2 separate regions of the Acanthopagrus latus genome follow, and region 1 is linked to region 2. Evidence: chromatin contacts called from public Hi-C data. All regions are on one chromosome and are shown on one strand. Each heading gives the region's core, a stretch centred on a gene start, on an enhancer-like site or on the middle of the called end of the contact. The rest is flanking DNA. Distances are from core to core; before and after follow the strand shown. Region 1 holds the start of LOC119028023 (LIM/homeobox protein Lhx8). Region 2 holds the start of elovl8b (ELOVL fatty acid elongase 8b).

Region 1 (6,084 bases), core at 2,374-4,873, 160 kb after region 2:
AAAGCCCTTCACAGAAAACGATGTGTACATTATCTTGTCCTACATACTGCTCCTTATGTTTGGGGTCAGTAAGACCCAGAGAGATGAAACTCCCTGCGTGGATGTTTGGAAGAAATAACAGAAAGAGAGAGATCCATAGAGACTTTTCTGTGATTTGTTTTTTTCAACCACGCACTCCCTCAGACAAAAGAAATTGCTCAGTAGTCGACTTCTGAAACATTAAAGTAAAAAAAAAGAAAAAAAGAAAATGTTTACAGACATTCTCTGAGAGTCTTTACATATAAAGTTAATAAATAATGTTAGGAATGTTTTTTAACCTGCTAGGCGGGACAGATTCTTCAGGAGCCCAAAATGAACATTAAGCTTAAAAAAGTTCTCATTCTAGTCACATCTGTCGAGGACCTCCGCAGTAAATACAAGCCGAGTATAAATCAATGAATGGTAAACAAATGATTGTTAAAACAGCTTTTGTTAAATGCATTACAACAATGCCACAGTTGCATAATTCTCCAGGAACCCGTTTTGCCACCATGATCCCTGACCTACTTCTCACCTGTCATATTTAATAATTAAGTAATTATAGATGGTGCTGTGTACCGCAGCAGCTTCAGACGTACAGCAACGCAGCGGCAGACCTAGTTCCTAAGCATGTTGACAGATGAGGCATTTGTTTTTGTCTGGTCCGCATCACTCAAAACATTTACCCAGTCAGCCATGCAATGTGGAAAATGAAAACATGCGACTGTTACACTCACACACACACAGATTTACATCTTCCCCAACGTCTGTGGTCATATCAGGTATCCTACAGATGGTGAGTAGGAGTGATAAAGACTTTAATGTCTGACAAAAAAAAGCGTTCATCTCTTCATGATAAAATGCTCGCTAGGCGCTGTAGGCATCATGCGTTCTCTGACCTTTGACCTCTCCGTCAGAGCTTCATCGTCGAGGCCAAAATAAAAAAAATGGGGGGAAAAAAAAGCTTCTGGGAAATTTTTTCCTACTTGAAAAATGTAACAGAGAGCGGTTGTCTCACATGCTGCTTGAGTGAACTCTCTGCTCTGCAGCCTGCAACGCTCGAGATGTGTTATCTGATAAAGAAAAAAAAAATAAAAGCATTCATCTCCACCAGGTGGAACAGGACACATCTCGATGGAGGCACGCTAACTCCTTTATCCCTCTGAGATGGAGCGATACGGATGCAGACTCATGCTGGTGCAGGTTACTGTTATCCCATCAGGACACAAAATAACCTTTTTTTTCTGTGTGTGTGTGTGTGTGTGGCGGCTGGGATGGGTGGGATTGCGTGAGCGGCGGGGTTGAATGAATCAGTAAAAAACAGAAACTTCTGTCACTCCTGTCGCTCTGATCCTTGTGAGGTATCTGTGTTACCTTGTATAGTGTCCCCCCCTGTCGCTGTTTGGACGTGGGCTGCTTTTTTTCTGTTTTGTCATGCAGCTGAAGAGGCACAGACACTACAAAGGCCAAAGAGCAGTGGTGGAAAGTAATTAAGTACATTTAGTCAAGCACAGGTAATCCCTTGTACTAAGATGACATTGGTTTTCCCTCCTCATTGTTTTGTTTCAAGCAGACCGTGTATTTATACACAGAATGTTTGAAAAATCTAACAATATTTTCCCTTTATTTTCCTCCTTTTTGAGATCCAACAACCCAATATGAAGCAGAGTATTATTAGTGGTAGCTCAGCTCCCACCTAGGTTACGACCATGAAGCAGTGTTATTACACTAGTTGAGGAAATATGGTTGTTTAGTTTGTGGTCATAAATCCTGGAAATCAGAGAGTATCTTTGCACTTCTGCTTACCTCGTCTTGAAGTCAATGGATTCTTGAATGAGATTCCAGTTCGATGCCTGAAATAAGGCAGAAGAGAGACTTGTCAGTTCACCGGTCTGTCTTTATAGGCCGACTTAAGCTACAAAGTATTCTAACTCTAACCTCACAACTTGTAGACAAACTAACAGATATATAATAATAATATATAAGTATATAGAAATTTTATGGGGGCCAAAAAAAGGGTCATATTTATGAGCAAACCTCAGAGGTCAGCTGAGCTGGCTGTGCATTTTTTTTTATTATAATTATTGATTTACTGTAAATGATCAGGACCAGGTGTAAAATACCAGGTAGAAGCACACTATGCCTATGTGACTCCTGAAGGGAGGGGGGTGGCACTCATAAACAACTGTTTCGGGGTGGCTGTGGTTCCTCCGACCACCCTTGGGGGCCCCCTGGGCAGTACAAAATCGTGGGTGTCAGCGGGGTTCATCTTTGTATGCCTTCGAGTGGGTCGTAAAATCACTGCAAGGTTTTGGAAGCAGAAATGAAACGAAACCTTGAAAGTTAAAGTTATCTTTTTTCTTTCTGGTTTGCTTTTTTCCTCTTGTGGATTACAGAGTCATGCTTCCTCTTTGGGTCAATTAAAGTGATTCATACAAAATAAGGGGGTGAAAGAAGAAATAATCACAATTCAGTCAGTGAGTAAGGAGGGACAGCAAGTACACACTGACAGATTTCAAGGGATCATAATCATCGTCTGACTCAGTTTTCTATATGCTGATACCAATTTTTAAAAGAGTGGGCCAATACACACACATGTTGTTTCTTCAGTGATCCCTCAAATGTGGTAATCAAACACTGGATTATGTCACAGAGGCAGGATGTTTTACAGTTAAACAATAAATGTTACTGTCCAAAATGACATCACTTCTTCGTCATCGTCATGTCAGATCAGTTCCTTTTACTTATCGGTGCCGATCAGGCAACATTTAGGCCGATGCTGATATATTACTGTGATAGGCCAACGTCAATATATCGTCCAGTCAAGGAACCGCTGCACAAACAGATCTCTCAAGCTGTTTTAAACATCATTAAATATTAGCACACTAAAAGATTCAGTACTTTGTCTGCTATGCTGGTCAGAGTCAACATACCTGTCATGTTCATGGGTGTAATAACCGGTAGTGGAAAAGATTTTCTCTAGCCTTTTATAAAAAACACTTAATTACAACACAAGGCCCTGCACTCGAAGGTGTGAGCAGGCACAAGGACAGAAATATGAGCAACAAAACACACTCGAAGCAGCACAAGGAAATGTGCTCGCTCTGCAGAACAGCTGCTGAAAGTACCCAAGAGTTTTCTCTCTCTCTCTTTTTTTTTTTTTTTCCGATTCTGATGTGTTTTAGAATCCTGGCTGATTGTGGTTGAAGTGTTAGTCCCTAACAATTAAGTTTAATGACAACAAAATACATCATGTTCATCATCAGACGATCACACTTTTTTTTTTTTTTTTTTCAATGTGGAAAGTAGCCGATGACTGCAGGTGTCAGATAAACAAGCGGAGTGAGGAGTGCATTTCCCTCAGAAGTGTGTGTGTGTGTGTGTGTGTGTGTGTATGTGTAGCAGATCATTAGAACACCTGAAGTGCACCTCAAGAATTACAGTTATGTGAAATCACAATGCATTGTGTGTCATCTCTGAAGTTAAGTGTAGGCAAATCTCAATTAAAATCGCATCTTGGAAGAACACAACTGTGACAGACTTTATTTTTTTATCCCCCCCCCCCCCCCCCCCCCCCCCCACACACACACACACACACACACTCTCCTCTTCATCTTCCTCCTCCTCAAAGCCACACAACAAGCTTATTTCCAAAAAGGGGAGGCGCGGCCAGAGAAGACAGGGAAATATGAATTACGATCCGCCCCTCTGGAAACAGCTCGGGGCACACACACACACACACACACACACACACACATATACAGACTGAGAGAGCAATCCTGGAGGAGAAAGAAAGACAGAAACAAACAAACAGAAAGAAAAGGAAGAAGTTTGACTCTGGCACCGGGGGAGCCTCCTGGACGCAGACATGCGCTGGAAAAGTGAGGTCAAAGTGGAGTGCTGCGTCGTGAGCGAGGACGAGAGCGGATCGGTGCTGTCCAACGATGAGGTGAGGTTTTTTTCTTCTTCTTCTTTTTATCGTTGTTGTGACTGAGCGACGCCGGCGGGGTTTGAGGTGATTAAATTAAAGTGTGGGGTGTGTTGGGGGGGGGGGAATGGAGCCCTAAGCCTCTGTCATTAGAGCCGGTCCGGTCCACACGCTGACAGCTCGGTATTTTCACAATTTGAAGAAATGTCGCAGAAAATTACCCCTCCTTGAATTCCGCAATTAAAACTCAAGTAGTTAATGAGACCTCTTCACCTTTTCGCTTGGCCCGGTAAGACGTTTTGTGTGTGTGTGTGTGTGTGTGTGTGTGGTGAACTTAGCCTTTTTTAATTGCTGTTATTAAAAAAATCAAACCCCCTTTTCCAGGAGACCTCGCGCTGCTTCTTTGATTGACGCGTGAAATTGGCGTGGTGTGTGTATGTGTGTGTGTGTGTGTGTGTGTGTGTGTGGGGGTGGGTGTGTGGGGGGGGGGGGGTGTCTTAAACGCGCGCGGTGCAAGTCGCCGAATCCCCCCAAAATGCAGATCTCAAGCACATAATGCACATCGGATAAGTATTAGCTCAAGTGTTGTCTTGTTTTTGTAAGTAATGACTACCCTTCTCTTTTAAAATGTCATTTTCGGTAATCGTCGGGGGGGTTGTCATGGTGAAAAAAGTGAAAGGCATGATATTTATGGGACGGGAGCGAGGGGGCATTTAAGGCAGCTGCCGCGGGTCGGAGAGGAGGGGACGCACCGCCGCTGTCATGTGCGAGGATTGCAAAGGGGACGAGGAGCTGCTCGGCAAATGCTCTGAGGACAGGAGGGACATCATGGTAGGAAGGAAGATGAACCCTGATGTGTTGGCAGAGTGATCCAGATGAAGGTTTTTTTTTTTTTTTTTTTTTTAAGAAATAAAAGAATAATAATTGTGACTGTGCGTTTCAAAATCAAAGCAAATTCTCGAGGGCAAATACTTAAAACGACTGTTCCATCTGGCAAAAGACAAAAAGACAGAAAAAAGGATGCAGTTAATTAAAAAAAAAAACTTTTAACTTTTGACTTTTTTCCCCCTGTTTGAAACAATGGTAGTTAATGTCGAGGTTACTCGCCGCAAATACTTGAAGCTAATTGAGCAGAGAGCCGAAACCACCGGAGTGATTTGGTTTTCTTGAGTTTGGTGATGTAACAGGTGGGGGCTCACACGTGTAGTAGCAGTAGCAGTGGTAGCCAGCCGCTGCGGGCTGTGGAGGTTGGACGCGTCCCTGTGCGTAAAGTGCGCTCACCGCAGGTCTGATCCCTTCAGGGCGCGCCGGTGGAGGTTTTGGATGAGGACGCGTCGTCGCTGCAGGCGATGGCCCCGCTGTTGGGCAGAGCTGTGTGCGCCAGCTGCAACGAGGAAATCGTGGATAAATATTTATTAAAGGTAAAAACACCGACAGCTCTTTTATTGTCTTTCGTGCTTTTTTCCCTTTTTTTTATTTTGGATGATGGATATTGTTTTTCTTTGTTATTACGTCACTTTTTGATTCGTGGTTGTTTTAACAGCTCGCACTCCAAACCAGGCCTTATACCCTGAAAACCCTCTTGATTGACTTCCGCTCATTTCTCTGGTCCCCGCTGTAGGTTAACGACCTGTGCTGGCATGTGCGCTGTCTGTCGTGCAGCGTGTGTCAGACCTCACTCGGCAGCCACACGAGCTGCTACATCAAAGAAAAGGAGGTTTTCTGTAAACTGGATTACTTTCGGTACGTGCATCCAAGCGACCGTGTTGAAGAAGAGTGAGCCCAATAATAATTAGTAGTAATAATAAGAACATAATAATAATAGATGCTGGACTTTACTTTGGACTGGATTTTCCTGCCATATCTTACTGTAAATGTGTTTAATTCAAATGTATGATTTCAATTATTTACATTCACAATGGTTCACCACACCACAGCTCTCCATCGTCACACATTTCAGCATAAGTCAGTTAAAAAAAAAAAAAAATCAACTTCATGATTTCATTTCATTCGGGGCCCATCTCATCCCAAAAAGTTTTCTTGGAGTACTTCATTCTGCTTGGAATAAAACACGAAATTCACTGACTTTTAAAAGTAAATAATAATAATAATAATAATAATAATAATAATAATAATAA
Region 2 (5,919 bases), core at 3,019-5,518:
GTCGACAGCCTGCTGAAGCAGCTTCCTGGAGTGGGACGCTACACTGCTGCAGCTATAGGCTCCATCGCTCTGGGCCAGGTCGGTCATCACACACAAACACACACATACACACACACACACACACACACACACACACACCTGGAGACACATAACACTTGTTTATCGCTGATGCTGAAGGTATGTGTTGCCTAGGTGACGGGAGCGGTGGATGGCAATCTGATTCGGGTGCTCTGTCGCCTGAGGGCCATCGGAGCTGACAGCACGAGTCCTGCAGTGACAGAGGCACTTTGGTGAGATTAAACTTAAAACTATTATCCTCAAAGAGCTGAGTTTTCCTTTTGGTATAAACATCATCTTTAATACCCAAGAATGTTAATGCTCAGTATGATAGAAACCCCGGTTGCGGTTCACTGCTTTTTTCTTCAACATTGGGACATGAGAGCAAGGGGGATGTGTGCGCATGGCACGTTACATCGGGCATAAAAATAAGGTGAATATTATCACCGAGGCCAGGAAAAAAGAAAAAGAGTGACTGCGACATCGCCAGCACCATTCTGAAAAGTTGAGAGATTTTCAGCTCAAAGTGCTCGGAGCTGACACACAAAAAAGGCGAAGCGCTCGGAAAAAAGCTGAGTGCTGCACCTTTTCTCTGGGCGGCCACAGACGCTCTCTCCTCAATGGGAAGAATCGAAGAAAGATGCTGGCAAAAAATAAAAGCACAAAAAATAAGAAAGATTTTTAAATGATTAAATATAGTCTTGATATTCACTATTTTTCTTTGTTTCAGGAGTCTAGCCAACACACTGGTGGACCCTGAGAGACCCGGGGACTTCAACCAGGCAATGATGGAGCTGGGAGCACGAGTCTGCACCCCCAAAGGGCCTCTGTGCAGCCAGTGTCCGGTACAGTCACACTGTCGCTCTTATCGCAAGGTAAAAAAAAACCCCACAAGGGCTTAACATGTGCTAGTAGAAGTAAGTCATAGTGATGGTAGGTCAGAGTTGGTGTATGTGTGTGCAGGTTCATGTGAAACAAGAGGAAAACTCAAGGAAGCTGCTGGGGAAGCTGGACAGGAAGCCGTTAGTCCTGCCTGATATAGAAGACTGTAGTAAGTGTCCCCAGTCCTCCCCTCACACCCTCCTGGAGTCATGATGTTATATCAAAGAACCATCTCCTCTCCTCTTCAGTGAACAGCGGGACATGTCCACTGTGTCCCTCCGAGCCCTGGGACGATGAGCTGGGTGTGCAGAACTTCCCCAGAAAGCCGGCGAAGAAGCCGCCGCGGGTGGAGCGAACTCTGACGTGTGTGGTGATCCGAGCAGGAGAAGAGGGAGAGGACGAGTACCTGCTCACACAGAGACCAAACAAAGGTCAGTGCAGTGGTGGTGACGTGAACTCGTCTGTCGAAATAACGTGTCTCCAATGTTACACATGTTTGAATAGAATGTACACTGCACAACCTGATCTCTGTTGAGATTTTTTGAATGTTTCTCTTGAGTTTTTATATTTGTTGTCAGGTCTGCTGGCGGGCATGTGGGAGTTTCCGAGCCTCCTGCAGGAGGAGAAGAGCTCCGAGATGAAACAGAAGAAGGCGCTGTGTGCCGAGATCAGCAAGAAGCTGGGAACCCGCCTGACCGACAGCCTCCTCCAGTATGTAGGAGAGGTCGGTCAGATGTTTACCCATCACACACACACAAACTCTCTCTGTAGCTGTGTGACCGCCCTCTGATGCATCATTCATGGTCTGTTTGCAGGTGGTTCACATCTTCTCCCACATCCACCAGACCTACGTGGTTCACAGCGTGCGTCTGAAGGACGGTGACTCACAGGCGCAGACTGAAAACGCGCAGTGGCTCAGCAAGTCGGCTCTGCAGGGAGCTGCCGTGTCCACAGGAGTGAAAAAGGTGTTTATTTTGTTTTTTCAGTGTGTGTGTGTGTGTGTGTGTGTGTGTGTGTGAAGCCCTGCTGCGTGACTGAGGTCAGCTGCACCTGCAGGAGTGGACTTGATTATCACTCGCAGAAAGCCGACTTCAGCATCGCTAGTGTAGTTAATTACAGTGAATTTTCCATGTGTTACATTACAGGATTACACTGATTTGGAGTCTTCCCTGTTATTAATCGGCAGAAACTCTGGTCTGTTTTGACCCCTACAGAGATTTCTTCTATGCCCCCAGTTTCGTTCTAGTTGAGGGAGATTGTGTTTTTTCTTCAGCTCAGTTCTGTGACCACAGGAGTCACCAGGGGACAGGGACATCCTTATTTGTGCAAGTGTTGCTTGCCTTACAAATAGCCAGATGACATGTGGTAGATGTGCCTATTTTTTGTCTGTATTATTATGTAGGTCTTGTTAGAATGTTAGAATTTTACTGCCAGCACTGCCACAATTATGTATGTCATTGTCAATTATACATATTACATAGACGCTTCACATTATTCCTTGTCATACTGCACAATTATCTTTTACTCAGGTTTATGTGTTGTTACACATTTATACTATATTATTTACAGATCGTCCTTTATGTCTAGACTTTGCATTTTTCCTGGGCATTTTTTTGATCGTTTCCCATGCAATTAATGTATAATTATATATTATTAAACCTTCGGGTATAATGCTGTACACCGGGTGTGTGTTACCATTATGAGCAAGGTAATGCTGTGTAATTACTTTGTCTATGTGAAAGGTGCATATTCTGTACTTAAAGGCGCTGTATGTAAGAACTGGCCACCTGTTGAATTCATAGGCCTGTTCCAAACATATATCAGCAGCGTATCATTGGAGTAGCTGTTAACTGCTGCTTCTGTTTGCTGGTAAGCTCAGTTAGCCTCACAGACTGCGGATGTAGTAGTTGACTGTATTGGGAGCTCGGAGCACAAGAGAAGTGCTGGTTTTGTTCATTATCAGACTATCAGCTCTTGAGGTAAAAAAAAAAAGTGGCGTGGTGACAGCTGGTCAGCAGGTTGACTTGACTGTAACACAATCCATTTTTGACATAACACCAGTAATCATTATTATATTTTTTCTTCACCTTCTGTTGTTAATTAAAGTATTATTTTTTAACGTTTCAGAAAAAATTCTTGTACATTACACCTTCAATCAGCATCTTGTTTTATATTCTGTCTCTGTTTTCCCCTCTGCCTCCGACTCTTGAGCTGCTCTAACATGTGAATTTCCACTGTGCCGACTCCTTAGAGTTCTGTCTTATCTTTTTTAGATTGTGAAGCTATGTGACTCTGTGCACGGTCAAAAAGATAAAACACCTAAGGCAAGTACTTCTGAATATTTATTTTTCAAAAATACACCTCACTGTAAAATTACTGTTCTAACAGCAGATTCCACTTGTATCGTTCATGTCTGCTCGTCTCGTTCAGGATGGAAAAAGACAAAAGACCGTCGGCGTCAAGAAAGCAGCGACCTCTAAAAAGCCCAGACTGAGTGCAGATCACAGCGGCAGCAGACAGCTCTCCCTCAGCTCCTTCTTCAGCACTGTCAAACAGGAATCCTGATGGAGTTGTGTGCAAATGTCCAACATGAAGTTTTTCCACGAACGTGTGTTTTTTTGTCACGGCGTCATCAGTGATGGAATTACAAACACAATGACATCAAGATCATTTTAACACTATAATATATATATTTTTTTTATACTTTTTTAAAAATCTGCATATCCTGTATACTGTAAGAGTATCCTCTTAGACAATAGCAGTTTAAGATGATGCATTGTAGATTATGTTTTTTTTAATTTTTTTATCACTGTGTTATTATGATGACTAGTCTCGCTATGAAGTTACATTGATGGCATCCTAAAATAAAAGTAATATCATCTCAGGTTTAGGGCCATTTTACATGCATCTTGTGAGATAACTGTTGTGTTTGTTACCGCAATAAAACTGCAGTGTTTGTTCAAACAAAGTGAAGAGATTGTACCTTTGGACAGTAACAGCTCAGACACAAGACAAACAAACATCACGATTGATGCAGGCTGATGGTGCATGTCAACTGCCAAACAAGATGTTCTGTGTAATAATGTGTCATGGAGAAAGTGATTTCTTTTTCTAAAAAAATGCTATTTTTTAAATCAAAATTAAAAAAAATCTGCTTTCGTATCATAATGAGTTTCTGTGTGTTACTGCTACACACGGAGTTATTTTATCTTTCAGCGTCAGACTACTGGAGGAAACAGCGCCCCCTGCTGGGACGAACACGGATCAACCAGCCGTTCCGCCCCAAAAAGACAAAAAGTTCTCCAAACCGAAGCCAAGAAAAACAGGAAGTGATCCAGACCTTCTCAGTGACTTCCTCCTCAGGTGGAAGTGTGCTCCGCGTCTGCAGCTGCTGTGTGCACAGATCTGATTTAGTTCGTGTCCTGAGCTGTCCGGTGAAAGTCTGCTGCAGTTTGTTTGTGTCCTCATTCATTCGCCTCAGGGAGGACCTGATCTGTCCGCAGGGCGTGCTGCTGCAGCTGCATGTTGAACTTTGCTAATAACTAGTTGCCAACTTGTGTCCAAAGGTTCTCCAGCGTGTTGAAACACACTCAGTGAGTAGACTTCTCTCTTTACATGCTGCACATTTGAGCGTTTGCAATAATAACTTTTTTTTATTTTTTTTCCCCAGATGGCTTCTCTGTGGCAAAGTGTCCTCTCTGTGCACCAGAGGATAGTGGACAATGGAGGTATGATTAAAATTGTGTTTTTCCTCTCGTATACAGTTTATCTTGCATTTGTTTAAGACATTCTCAGTGTGTAAGACAAGCCTGGACTGTGTGTGTGTGTGTGTGTGTGTGTGTGTGTGTGTGTGTGTGTGTGTGTGTGTGTGTGTGTGTGTGTTCAGTGTGGGGGAGTTGTGAGATGCAGATGTGCTCCACAGCGAGCCTTCACAATGACTGCTCTGTGGCTCGTCACATGCATGAACCACCATGACTCTATTCAAATGGTATTATCTTGTTACAGTGGTGGAAACATAGTCTAGGAGGAGAAGGAGCAGGGACCCAGATTCACCAGACCAAAACAAATGTATTCAACATTTAAGTGTTTTTTTGGATGGGGGTTTGGTTGACGTTGATAAGACTGCAGACAAACTGTAAAGACCTGAACTTTGCGGACTTCAACAGAAACTGTCTTTAGGGAGGGATAAGAGTTTGGGAAAATCATTGCAGCTCTTAAAAATGTGTTACTCTGATGCTTTAACACATCAGTTTTCTTGTACTCCTGTCTCTTTATAACGTGCCCCCAAGAACCCAGTCTCCTCTGATTGGTCAGCTCACACACGCCTGAGCCTGCAGCGCTCACTGTGTCTCCAATCGGCTCTGTAATGTTTACAACCTCACTTCCGCCATATTTATAGGGATCAATTACGGAAATGTGTGACATGGTGATGTAGTGTGATGTCACAAAGTCGCAAAAAAACAGTGGGACTCCTGGCGAGATGTTCAGGGGGGTTTGTTGAGCTTCTGTTGGCTCACAAGACATTTTACACACACAACAGCCTGTAAAACACACATAAATAAATAAAAATAGGTCAGTAATAGGTCCCTTCTGACTTGTTTCTAAATGATGCCTTCGAGTCCCTGACACAGAACTCTGTGTGTTCCAGACAAGAGGACGGACCCGTGGCTGCTGGTCTACTCCCCCGTCCCGGTGGCAATCATCTTCCTGATCTACCTCGGTGCGGTCTGGGCCGGCCCCCGTCTGATGAGACACAGACAGCCGGTTGACCTCAAAGTCGTCCTCATTGTTTACAACTTCGCCATGGTCGCCCTGTCCGCCTACATGTGCTACGAGGTGTGTGTGTGTGTGCTGCATGATCTAAAATATTAAGATTTACTTGGATATTTAGTCGATGCTGCTGCCTAATTATATTACTTGTGTATCGTTGGATTTGAAGTAACTCTCTGAATATTTACACACAGTTCCTGGTCACGTCTT

Evidence for each region. A called contact is a pair of places that touch in the nucleus more often than the background predicts.
Region 1: a Hi-C map of liver shows a contact between it and region 2, with 6 times the contacts expected there. The contact joins the promoter of LOC119028023 here to the promoter of elovl8b in region 2. A contact is called at or near these places in 2 of 4 Hi-C or Micro-C datasets (liver and muscle).

The regions. Positions count from the first base shown.
Region 1 is chr11:11,956,157-11,962,240 of fAcaLat1.1, forward strand. It overlaps LOC119028023 (LIM/homeobox protein Lhx8), which reads left to right and starts at 3,624. Exons shown (of 8, transcript XM_037113492.1): 1 at 3,624-3,967; 2 at 5,248-5,367; 3 at 5,568-5,722. The coding sequence starts at 3,887.
Region 2 is chr11:11,791,790-11,797,708 of fAcaLat1.1, forward strand. It overlaps elovl8b (ELOVL fatty acid elongase 8b), which reads left to right and starts at 4,269. Exons shown (of 8, transcript XM_037113830.1): 1 at 4,269-4,532; 2 at 4,610-4,667; 3 at 5,588-5,775; 4 at 5,904-5,919. The coding sequence starts at 4,610. It overlaps mutyh (adenine DNA glycosylase), which reads left to right. Exons shown (of 14, transcript XM_037113828.1): 7 at 1-78; 8 at 193-290; 9 at 788-932; 10 at 1,021-1,108; 11 at 1,188-1,370; 12 at 1,518-1,663; 13 at 1,755-1,904; 14 at 3,370-4,107. The coding sequence ends at 3,504.